3 separate regions of the Sus scrofa genome follow, and regions 2 and 3 are each linked to region 1. The links are chromatin contacts, called in public HiChIP or PLAC-seq maps. All regions are on one chromosome and are shown on one strand. The core of a region is the stretch at or near the end of the contact, and the rest is flanking DNA. Distances in the headings are between cores, read along the strand shown.

The links. HiChIP or PLAC-seq counts read pairs in DNA pulled down with a chosen protein or histone mark.
Region 2: an H3K27ac HiChIP or PLAC-seq map of alveolar macrophages shows a contact between it and region 1. The contact joins the promoter of AVPI1 here to the promoter of MMS19 in region 1. A contact is called at or near these places in 4 of 47 Hi-C or Micro-C datasets (heart right ventricle, liver and skeletal muscle) and 2 of 2 datasets of contacts at active chromatin or transcription factors (alveolar macrophages and skeletal muscle).
Region 3: an H3K27ac HiChIP or PLAC-seq map of alveolar macrophages shows a contact between it and region 1. The contact joins the promoter of ARHGAP19 here to the promoter of MMS19 in region 1. A contact is called at or near these places in 1 of 47 Hi-C or Micro-C datasets (heart right ventricle) and 1 of 2 datasets of contacts at active chromatin or transcription factors (alveolar macrophages).

Annotation. Positions count from the first base shown.
Region 1 is chr14:108,885,169-108,888,244 of Sscrofa11.1, reverse strand. It overlaps MMS19 (MMS19 nucleotide excision repair protein homolog), which reads left to right and starts at 1,658. Exons shown (of 31, transcript XM_013990467.2): 1 at 1,658-1,816. The coding sequence starts at 1,705. UBTD1 (ubiquitin domain-containing protein 1) reads right to left here and starts at 2,711. Exons shown (of 3, transcript XM_021074394.1): 1 at 2,063-2,711.
Region 2 is chr14:109,050,585-109,053,660 of Sscrofa11.1, reverse strand. It overlaps AVPI1 (arginine vasopressin-induced protein 1), which reads left to right and starts at 1,433. Exons shown (of 3, transcript XM_001929060.5): 1 at 1,433-1,614.
Region 3 is chr14:108,737,559-108,740,634 of Sscrofa11.1, reverse strand. It overlaps ARHGAP19 (a long non-coding RNA gene), which reads left to right and starts at 1,537. Exons shown (of 11, transcript XR_002338335.1): 1 at 1,537-1,842. It overlaps FRAT1 (proto-oncogene FRAT1), which reads right to left and starts at 1,396. Exons shown (of 1, transcript XM_021072328.1): 1 at 1-1,396. The coding sequence starts at 1,094. The coding sequence ends at 255.

The DNA of each region.
Region 1 (3,076 bases), core at 409-2,908:
CAGAGAAGGAAGTGAAGTGAGTACAAGACCCGGGGAAACGACCGCCAGACCTCTTACCCAGGCGAAGCGCCAGGATAGGGGTGTATCCAGAAAGTGAGAAAGCGCTGCCGGCCCTCGAGGATCACCAGAGAGCAGATCCCATTCCTAAGGCTGGGAAGGATCCCAACAACCCGACAGCGATTCCCACCCCGCACCCCACCTTTTCTAGACTCCCAGACGGCCAGGAGGCTCTAAAAAGCCCTGCGGGAAAAATAAAGATTTCTTTCCCAGAGTCCTGCGCTGCTTTTGCAAGTCGGATTCCGGCAGGCACGATCTGCAGCCCGATAATGACACAGTCTTTGGAAGGAGCGCCTGTTCTCATCTCGCTCGCTTCGAGTTCTGGGACGACTGGCCACCCGCGCCGTGCCCCGACGGGCGGGCGTCCGACCCCGGCCCCGCTGCCAGGCCAGCGGCGCCCCGGCCTGGGGCCCTCCTCCCCTCCGCCGGCCCCGCTGCGGTCTGCAAACATTTCCTGCTCCCGCCCCCACCCCCACCCGGAGCTTCCCAGTTGGAGCGAGTTGGGCTCGCAGCCGGGTCAGCGCTCGCAGTTGCCACAAGTCGGCTCCCCCGGCCACTGGGGCCGGGGAAGGGGACCCCCGTCTGCCTCGGAAGCAGCCATCAGGGAAACCTAGGCGCCAGGAGCCGTGGGAGGTAGCTCAGGAAGCCCAGTTCTCGCGCAAGAAGGCGGACAACTGGCTGGGCGCCGGTGGCCCTGCTCCCTTCCCGGTCGTTACCTGCTCGCTTGCGGGGGTGTCCCGGGGCGGTCGGCCTCTCCCGGCGCTGTCTCCCCACACAGTTGCCCATGCTGGCTCTTCAGCCGGGCCCCATGCACCGAAGGCGACGGGATGGTCCGCTGCTCCGCGGTCCTGCCCCGGACGGCGGCGTCCCAGGTCAACGGCTCCGACCGCCCGGCATCGGGCGCTTCCCGATCTCCCCCCTGCGGCGCGCTCTACCCCAGCGCCGGCTTCGCCACAAACTTTGCGGGCAAGGAGAAAGAGGGAGGTGGCCGACTCCCCAACACAGTCCCAGGTGGCCGGGCCAGGGGGGCCCGCGACGGTGCCCGGCTGGAGACCAGCTCCGCTGAAGGGGCGGAGAGAGGGGGCGGGCACCGCCGCTGTTACTCCCGGCTCGCTCGGGGCTCCCAGCTGGGGCCGGCCCCCCGGAGCCTGTCACTCACCTGCCTAACCCCGCCCCAGCCCAGCCCTGCTCCCTGCCGCCGGCTCGCGGTGCCCGCGCCGCCGCCGCCGCCCGCCCCAGGTGCGCATGTGACCGACGGCACCGCCCCCTCGGGCCGGGCCTGGTTTTCTCATTGGTTCCCCCCAGGGTGCGTACCGCCCCTCGGCCCCACCCAGACAGGTGCCCGCCCCGCCGCGGGTCTCCCGGGAAGCTGGGCCGGGAATTATTCGCCCTCAATGGCCCCCGGCTGCGTGCCCAGCAGCCGCCTTCGCTCCCTGAGCCACCGCCCCGACTCCGGGCCCCGCCCCTTGGGGAGGGGCCGTCCCATCCCACCCTGGAACTGCCTGGCCTGGAGCCGGCAGGCACGTGATCCAGGGAGCGCCCCGCCCCCTCAGCCTTCGCCAGGCGATTGGCTCAGGAGGCGCGTGCGCTGAGAGGCCCATCCCGTGCCACCGCCCATTTCCCCTCCCACCGTCTCCAGTTCGCGTCATGGCCGCCGCCACCGCTCTGGAGGCGGTCGCGCCTACGGGCGCCCTGTGGGGCCTCGTGCAAGACTTCGTCATGGGTCAGCAGGAGGGCCCCGCAGACCAAGTGGCTGCAGGTACGGCAGACGGCGCCGCGCGGCTTCCGCTTGGGGGCCTCCAGGAGGGAGCGGCCTCAGCACGGGCGCCGGGCGGGAAGGGAGCGGTGACTTTGAGAGATTGGTCCCGGGCTGGTTGTGAGCACCGCGTGCTTAAGAACCATAACAAATTGCGAGTCGCTTGCAGTCTTCCTTAAAGCGCCCTTATGACCCTCGTTTTGGTTTATAGCCACCCTGTGCACCGGCCTGGGTTAGGAAAATCATTACCATTTCGCAGGTGTGGAAACTGAGGCCCAGAGAGGGCCAGAGGCTTCCTGGGGGAGTTGGGACTTGGACGCAGGTCCTCCAGTTCAGAATCAGGTGCTCACTCCGCGAAAGCACGTTGTTTCGAGGAAGTTGATGTGACGAGAAGCATCTTCGGCAGCATCAGCTCCAGTCGCGTGGCATGTTGGGAGTGGCCGCGCGACCCAATCTCTGACTGGCTGTAATTAATTGGAGAGAGGAGGAGAGAAACCAGCCTAGGGGGAGTTTGAGATGTTCTGCGTATCTCTTCCCCCCATTCTTGTTCAAGTTCTTGATTAATTTGCTTCGTGCCTTTTTTATGTGGTGTGTGTTTTTATATTTTTCCCAGAACTCCAATTTCCTGCTTTTCACCAGTTTAGGGATCTCTTAGTTCTGACAGCTTATCTAAAATTTGAGCGGAGCAAATGACAGATTTCCTTGAAATTCTGAGACTTCACTCTTTTAGAAAAAGAAAAATCTAAAAAGTTATTGAATGTTAGGAGGCCTTCGGACCTTGTGTCTATGTAATAGAATACAAAATAATCTTGTCAGTACAGATAAGTTTTGTCTTTATTTTTGGAAATTGCGCGTGTTTGGGGAGAAGTAAAGGATACATTTCTCTTGAAAAGTGAACACACTTGCTTTTAAAATATGTGGGAAATGAATAAAGTGAACCTGTCAGAAGTATAATACTTTGGGAGTTCCTGGTGGCTCAGGAGGTTAAGGATCTGGTGTTGTCGCTGCCATGGCTTGAGTGTGGCACTGGTTCGATCCCTGGCGGGGGAACTTCCACGTGCTGCCTGCTTAGCCAAAAAAAAAAAAAAAAAGGAGTTCCCGTCCTTACGCAGTGGTTAACGAATCCGACTAGGAACTATGAGGTTGCGGGTTGGATCCCTGGCCTTGCTCAGTGGGTTAAGGATCCTGCGTTGCCGTGAGCTATGGTGTAGGTCACAGACACGCTCGGATCCTGCGTTGCTGTGGCTCTGGCGTAGGCCGGTG
Region 2 (3,076 bases), core at 184-2,683, 170 kb before region 1:
ACTCCTGCCCCCCCAAGCCACATTTCAAGCTGCAGCCAAAGTGAATTTCTAAAAACACAAATTTGTCAAAAGGATGAAATGAGCTACTATTTGTAAAGTGCTGACTGGCATTACTGGTACATAGTAAGTGCTAGAAAAGATCTAGTAAATAAACACATATAATGCTATTCAAATGGAAACTTCACTGCCTGCTTCTGCTTCTGGCTTCCCACCTCTCTCTCCCTTGTTGGCCTTATCTAGGCCTCATTTCAAGTCCTTCTGAGACTGGCTACCTCCTGGCCTTAGCGTGTACTCTTTTCCTTATAGGCTTTTCCCAGACCCACTCCTCATCCTGTGACCAATTGCAGCTCCTCCATATCTCAGCTGAAGTATTACTTCTGCCTTCTAGGACCTCCCCAAAGGAGCTTAGGTTCCTTCATTTTACCCTCTCAGAGCCATAATGTGTATCACAATCATAGTCACACTCAATATTTTAGGTTTATAAATGTCAGCCTCTGGAGTTCCCATCTTGGCTCAGCGGTTAGCAAACCCAACTAGCATCCATGAGGACTTGGGTTCGATCTCTGGCCCTGCTCAGTGGGTTAAGGATCGGCGTTGCAGTGCGCTGTGGAGTAAGGTCGCAGACAATGCTAGGATCCCGTGTTGCCTTGGCTGTGGCCTAGGCCAGTGGCCACAGCTCCGACTGGACCCTTAGCCTGGGAACCTCCATGTGTTGCGAGTGCAGCTCTAAAAAAGACAAACAGACCAAAAATAAATAAATAAATAAAATAATAATAAATGTTAGCCTCCTTGACTAAACTGTAAATTCCCCCAGGACAAGGCTTATTAAAGGTGTCTCCAGTTCACTGCAAGTCAAGAAACTCCGACAGGGTGGGTCCCTAATAGACCACTGTCGAATGAATGAATAAAACCTTTTTAATAGCCTCTCATTTAGGCTACTGGCCCAAGGTTGCACAGCTGATTGAAGATTCAAACTCACGACATTCTGGCTTTGAAGCCCAAGGTCTGACTACCGCGCTGACTCTTCCTCTCCCTCAAAACTCAAGCCAGAATACCAAGTGGTCTGCTGTTGAGTTTAAGTAGCTGCAAGTCTATTTGCGGAGGGCCACAAGCCGCAAGGAATCCCGCGCCGCGCTTATTGGCTTCATTCCCAGGGGAGGGGTGCACCCGTCACGTGTACCCAGCTGGGCCAGCCCTTGCCGCACCCCGGGACTGGAATGCGGCCCCGCCCCCACTCCCCAGCCAGCAAAACCACGCTCTCCCCGAGGACTGACGTCAATGAAGGGAGCACCTCCGGGCGCGGCGTGAGGGCAGCCGAGGGCGGGGAGAGAGAGCCCCAGGACACGCCCCTCGCTGCCGCTGCGTCGCTGATTGGACCGGGGGCTTCTTCGCACTGGAGTTTCGAGGCCAGCGGAGGGAAGGGGGAGGAGTAGGGCCACGCCTCTCATCCCTCTATCTCCACTGATTGGCTCGCGGAGTCTTCGCGTTCGATTTTGGAAGGCTCGCCGGGAGCTCACACCAAGGCTCGGCTCAGGATTGGCTGTTCTGGAACTAGGGAGCGCTTTCTCCGGGGAGCCGCGGCTGTGACCGAGGTGGCCCGCCTTGGGCGGCCAGGTACGTAGGTCGGCAGCCTGCCTCGCGCTGCGGTGGAAGTGGGTGGGCGCGCCGTCAGAGCAAGGGTGCAGGAGGGACCCGAAACCCCAGGTCCACTTAGGGCCCGTCGTTGTGCGAAGCTGCCACGTCTGAGCCCCGGGGGCCGACCCGCGCAGGGAATGTCGCCATGTGACCTCGGCCAGGACACCCCCTCCCAAGCTCTCATCCTGTTCATGAACGCCGCCTGGTCCTTGTGAGCACCGTCGCGGCAGGAAGCCCAGAGCTGCGCCCACCCCTTCGAAGGGGAAGGGGTTAGAGTGGGCGCATTTTAACTTGCGATTTGAGGTCTGTCGTTGCTGCCCTTCAGCGTGGTGAGTAATCGTTCTAACCCCCCGTGGGGCCGTGGAGGGCCGAGGTCACAGAGGCTAGCTTGGGAGACCCGACTTTGGATCCTTGTGCCTTCCAAACCCACAGAATCAGATAGCAGGCTCTAAGAGGTTTCAAAGCCTCCTGAGTCCTTCCTCCCTCGGAAGACCTCGTCAACCATCTGGCAGGAACAAAAATAGCAGTGGTGGAGAGCGTGGGCTTTGGGCTCAGACTCACGTTCGCATCCCAGGCTCTTCACCTACCACCTGTGTGACTTTGGGAAGTTACTTAACCTTTCTGAGCTCAGCTTTCTCATCTGTAAAATGGGTGTAATAATAATGACTCCTCGTAGGAGTTTTGTGAGAATTAAAAATGTTACTCCTCAGGAAGTGCTGTTCTGCACTTGACAGAGAGCAAGCTGCCTCAATGGCAGCTGTGATTTAAAAGTCCACGGATGAATCCATCTCCCTTTACCCTCTTCTCTCAAGACTAAAGGCTCTTTGAGGGAGTTTTATGAGGATGGTGAGGATGCAAATGGCAATGATTCTATAATCCCCTGGTGGTTAAACAGCCTTTCCTTTACATCATTCATTCATGATGATGTGATGTATGGGATGGAAATTTTTTTTTTCCTGTCTTTTTGCCATTTCTTGGGCCGCTCCCATGGCATATGGAGGTTCCCAGGCTAGGGGTCTGATCGGAGCTGTAGGGTCGCCAGCCTATGCCACAGCCACAGCAACACAGGATCCAAGACGAGTCTGCAACCTACACCACAGCTCATGGATCCCCAACCCACCGAGCAAGGCCAGGGATCGAACCTGCAACCTCATGGTTCCTAGTCGGATTTGTTAACCACTGAGCCACCACGGAACTCCCGGGATGCAAACTTTTGCATACTTTATCTCCCTGGCCCCTTAAAGGTTATTTATTCTCACCATTTTGATGAGGAGCAAACTGCGGCAGGGGAAGTGGAGGCCTGCCACACTCACCCCAGTTATCAGTGGCACAGCCAGAATTCAAGGTTCTTGAACTCTTGAAAAGAATTATTCCTAGATCTAGAGGGAGTTTACTTCCAGGTCATATCTGAGAATCGATCTGGGAGAAGGACCTGTTTCCT
Region 3 (3,076 bases), core at 288-2,787, 150 kb after region 1:
CTATTGACTGTGAGCTTGGAGTGGGCTCTGTAAATTGCCTTAAGTTGGACCAACTAAATCCTACTTTTCAACCATATCTGGCCCTTCGACCTCAGTTCCCCGCGAAAATATTCGCTATTTTTCGATTCCTCGTCTTCACGAGTTATCTCCCCGCTTTCAAAAGCGCGAGTTCGCCAGTCAGAGTAGGGATGCAGCCCTCAGGGGAACCCCTTGCCCTCCAGGCAAAGGCTGGCGCTGAGGCCACACCCGGGCTGTTAGCTGCCGGGGACTAGAACGCCGTCGCCAGTTCTGAGCTGTGTCCTCCTCCCGGACGCGCCAGGGTCGCTGCAGGCCGCGCGAGGGCTGCGGGGCGAAGGGGGCTCATGCACCGGGGCCGACAGAGGGCCAAGGAGCGGGCGTTGGGGAAGCTTTGCGTGTAACTGCAGCCGTCGCGAATGAAGCCTCCGCACCGCCTCCTTGATGAGATTCCCCGAGAGTACGAGCTGCTGCAGAAGCCGGTGCGGGTCATCATCGCCGGTGCGAGCTTGAGGCTGGGGCCCACGTCGCTGCTGCAGGCGGCGGGAGGCGGCGGCACCCCGCAGCCATCCTCGCCGGCGTGGGCCCGACAGCGGCTGCGGGGCACCCCGCTTGACCGCTCCTGAGGGTCCATCAAGGCTAAGCTGAGTGGGCAATGGGGACAGAGCGCTGGGGCCTGTGGCAAGCTCGGCCACAAAGTAGGGAGCAGTCCGGCCCCGCACGCGGCCGCGATCCCCGAGGGGGCAGCGCAGGGCCCCCGGGGGCGCCGGGCCCCCAGCCTCCGCCGACCCGGGCGGCAGAAGCGGCGGCAGAGCTGTGGCCAGGGCCTTCTCCGCTCTCACGGCTGCCAGGGGCCGCGGGGGCTGCAGCGGCGGTCCCGGGGGAGCGCCCGGGGAGGCAGGGCGGTCCTGTGCGGCGTCCAGCTGCAGCGTCTCGCCGATCTGGGCCACCAGCCGGTCCACCTCGCCCGAGCCGCCCAGCGTCACCGACTGTTCCAGTAGGAGGACGCTGTCCTCCTCCTCCTCCTCCTCCTCCTCTTCCTCGCCGGCTTCCTCTTCCTCCTCTCTCCGGCACGGCATGGTCCCCCGCGCGGGCACCCGGAGCTCTGCCGGCGTCGCTGGGGATTCGACTGCCAGTAGGGTTCGGTGGGCCGCGGCAGCGAGGGGAGCAGTGCTGCGATCGGAGCCGGGGCTGGGGAAGACGCTGAAGCTGGAGCCCGCTGGGTACTCTCGCCGCGCGCCTGCAGCCGCGGGAGCCGGAATCCTACCGGCTCCGGTTGATTTGTAAACAATGGGTGACGTAGCCGCCGGGCTCTACCACCGAGCAGCTGCGGGGGTGCGCCGTGCCAGTTGGGGGCGGAGCGCCCACTGGGCAGGGGCACAGGGGAAGCCTTGGTACCCCTGAGCTCCACAGCCCTGAATTCTGCCTGCGGCGGGCACTGGGGAGCAGGTCTTCGCTCTCTTAACCGGACGTGATTGGCATTGCCAGAAGATGGACACCAGCGTGGACTCCGTTGGTTTCTTCCACACACACTAGCACTAGCACATACACTTACACCCACACACCTACACACTTCTCTAGGCTCGTCGACTCTTCCAGTTTTGGCATTTGCGCCTTTGAGGTCCGAGATGCCAGCGTTTGGGAAGTGATGGCGAGGCAAGTGAGGCGAGTGGTGGCCAGGAGAGGCGTCAGGTTAGAGATCTGTCTGGAGATGAGGGAAAAGAGGCTGACGGAGAGGTCGAAGGACCCTGTGATACGATGGCGGTGGCGGATTGGGAATTGGCAGAGAAAGCCCCGTGATTCATGCTTTTTCCATCGGGAGCATGGGTATGTGGGGACCTGAACTGGAGCTGTCATTACTGAAGAGGAGGTTGCTCGTCTTGGGAGAAGCTGTGGGCTAGAAAGTTCTTTTAAGAAGAATGCCTCAGCCCAGTAGGGGAGTCTCCTTTCTGAGGGGGAGTAGGAGAGGAAACGGTCAGTTCTTTGGATGGAAATAGAGGTTACGGCCACCGTAACCCTTCAAGGTACCGTGGTTGGCTTAATGAGTAACCAAGATTTCATTTTTTAAAAGAAAGAGGGGTGGAAAATGATCCTTTACCGTCGTATTGCCTGGAGGTTTATGCAAAATCCCAAGTCCCTCAAGCCTAACTTGCACATTACACTTACATGTAGACCATTGGTGGACCAGCCTTTTACAGGAGAGGGATAGTGTCAAGGTGATGGAAATATTCTAAAACTGTGATGGTTGCACAACTTGGTAAATTTATTAAAAATTAAAATGAGGGAATTTTATGATGTAAGTTATATGTTAATAAAGCTGTTTTAACAGTTAGCCACAGGAATTCCCTTGTAGTGCAGTGGGGTAAGGATCCAGCCTCGTCACTGAAGCCACTTGGGTCACTGCTGTGGAACCAGTTAGATCCCTGGCTCCTGGGAACTTAGCCAGGGAATTTACGCATGCCTATTGCCAATTGTGGCCAAAAAAACAACAGAGCAAAACTATTAGCCAGAAAACACTGCACACACAAACACAGAAACCAGGCAGTAGAGAGCTACTTTAAAATATGGAGCAGGAAGAGTTCTCCTTGTGGTTCAGCAGGTTAAGAACCTGACTAATATCCTTGAGGATGTGGGTTTGATCCCTGCCTCACTCAGTGGGTTAAGAATCCTGTCTTGCTGCAGGCTGCTTTGTAGGCAGTAGGTGCCACTGGGATCCAAGTTGCTGTGACTGTGGTGTAGGCCAGCAGCTGCAGCTCCTATTCAACCCCTAGGCCCCCTAGCTTGAGAACTTCCATAAGCCCAGGTGTGGCCTTAAAAATAAAAAAATAAAAAAAAATATGGAGCAGGAGAGTAACATGATTTAGTAAGAGACTGGAGCCTAGAGATCCAGATAAATAGAAATAAGGGTCTTGTTGATCAGTTCCAAGCTGATATATGAGCAAGCTTTTAGAGAAGGATGGGATAGCGGGAAATTGTTAAAATGGATGTCTTATTTTATTCTAATTGCTCTGGTTAAAGCCTCTAGAACAACACCGAATAGCAGTGGTGAGGGCAGACATTC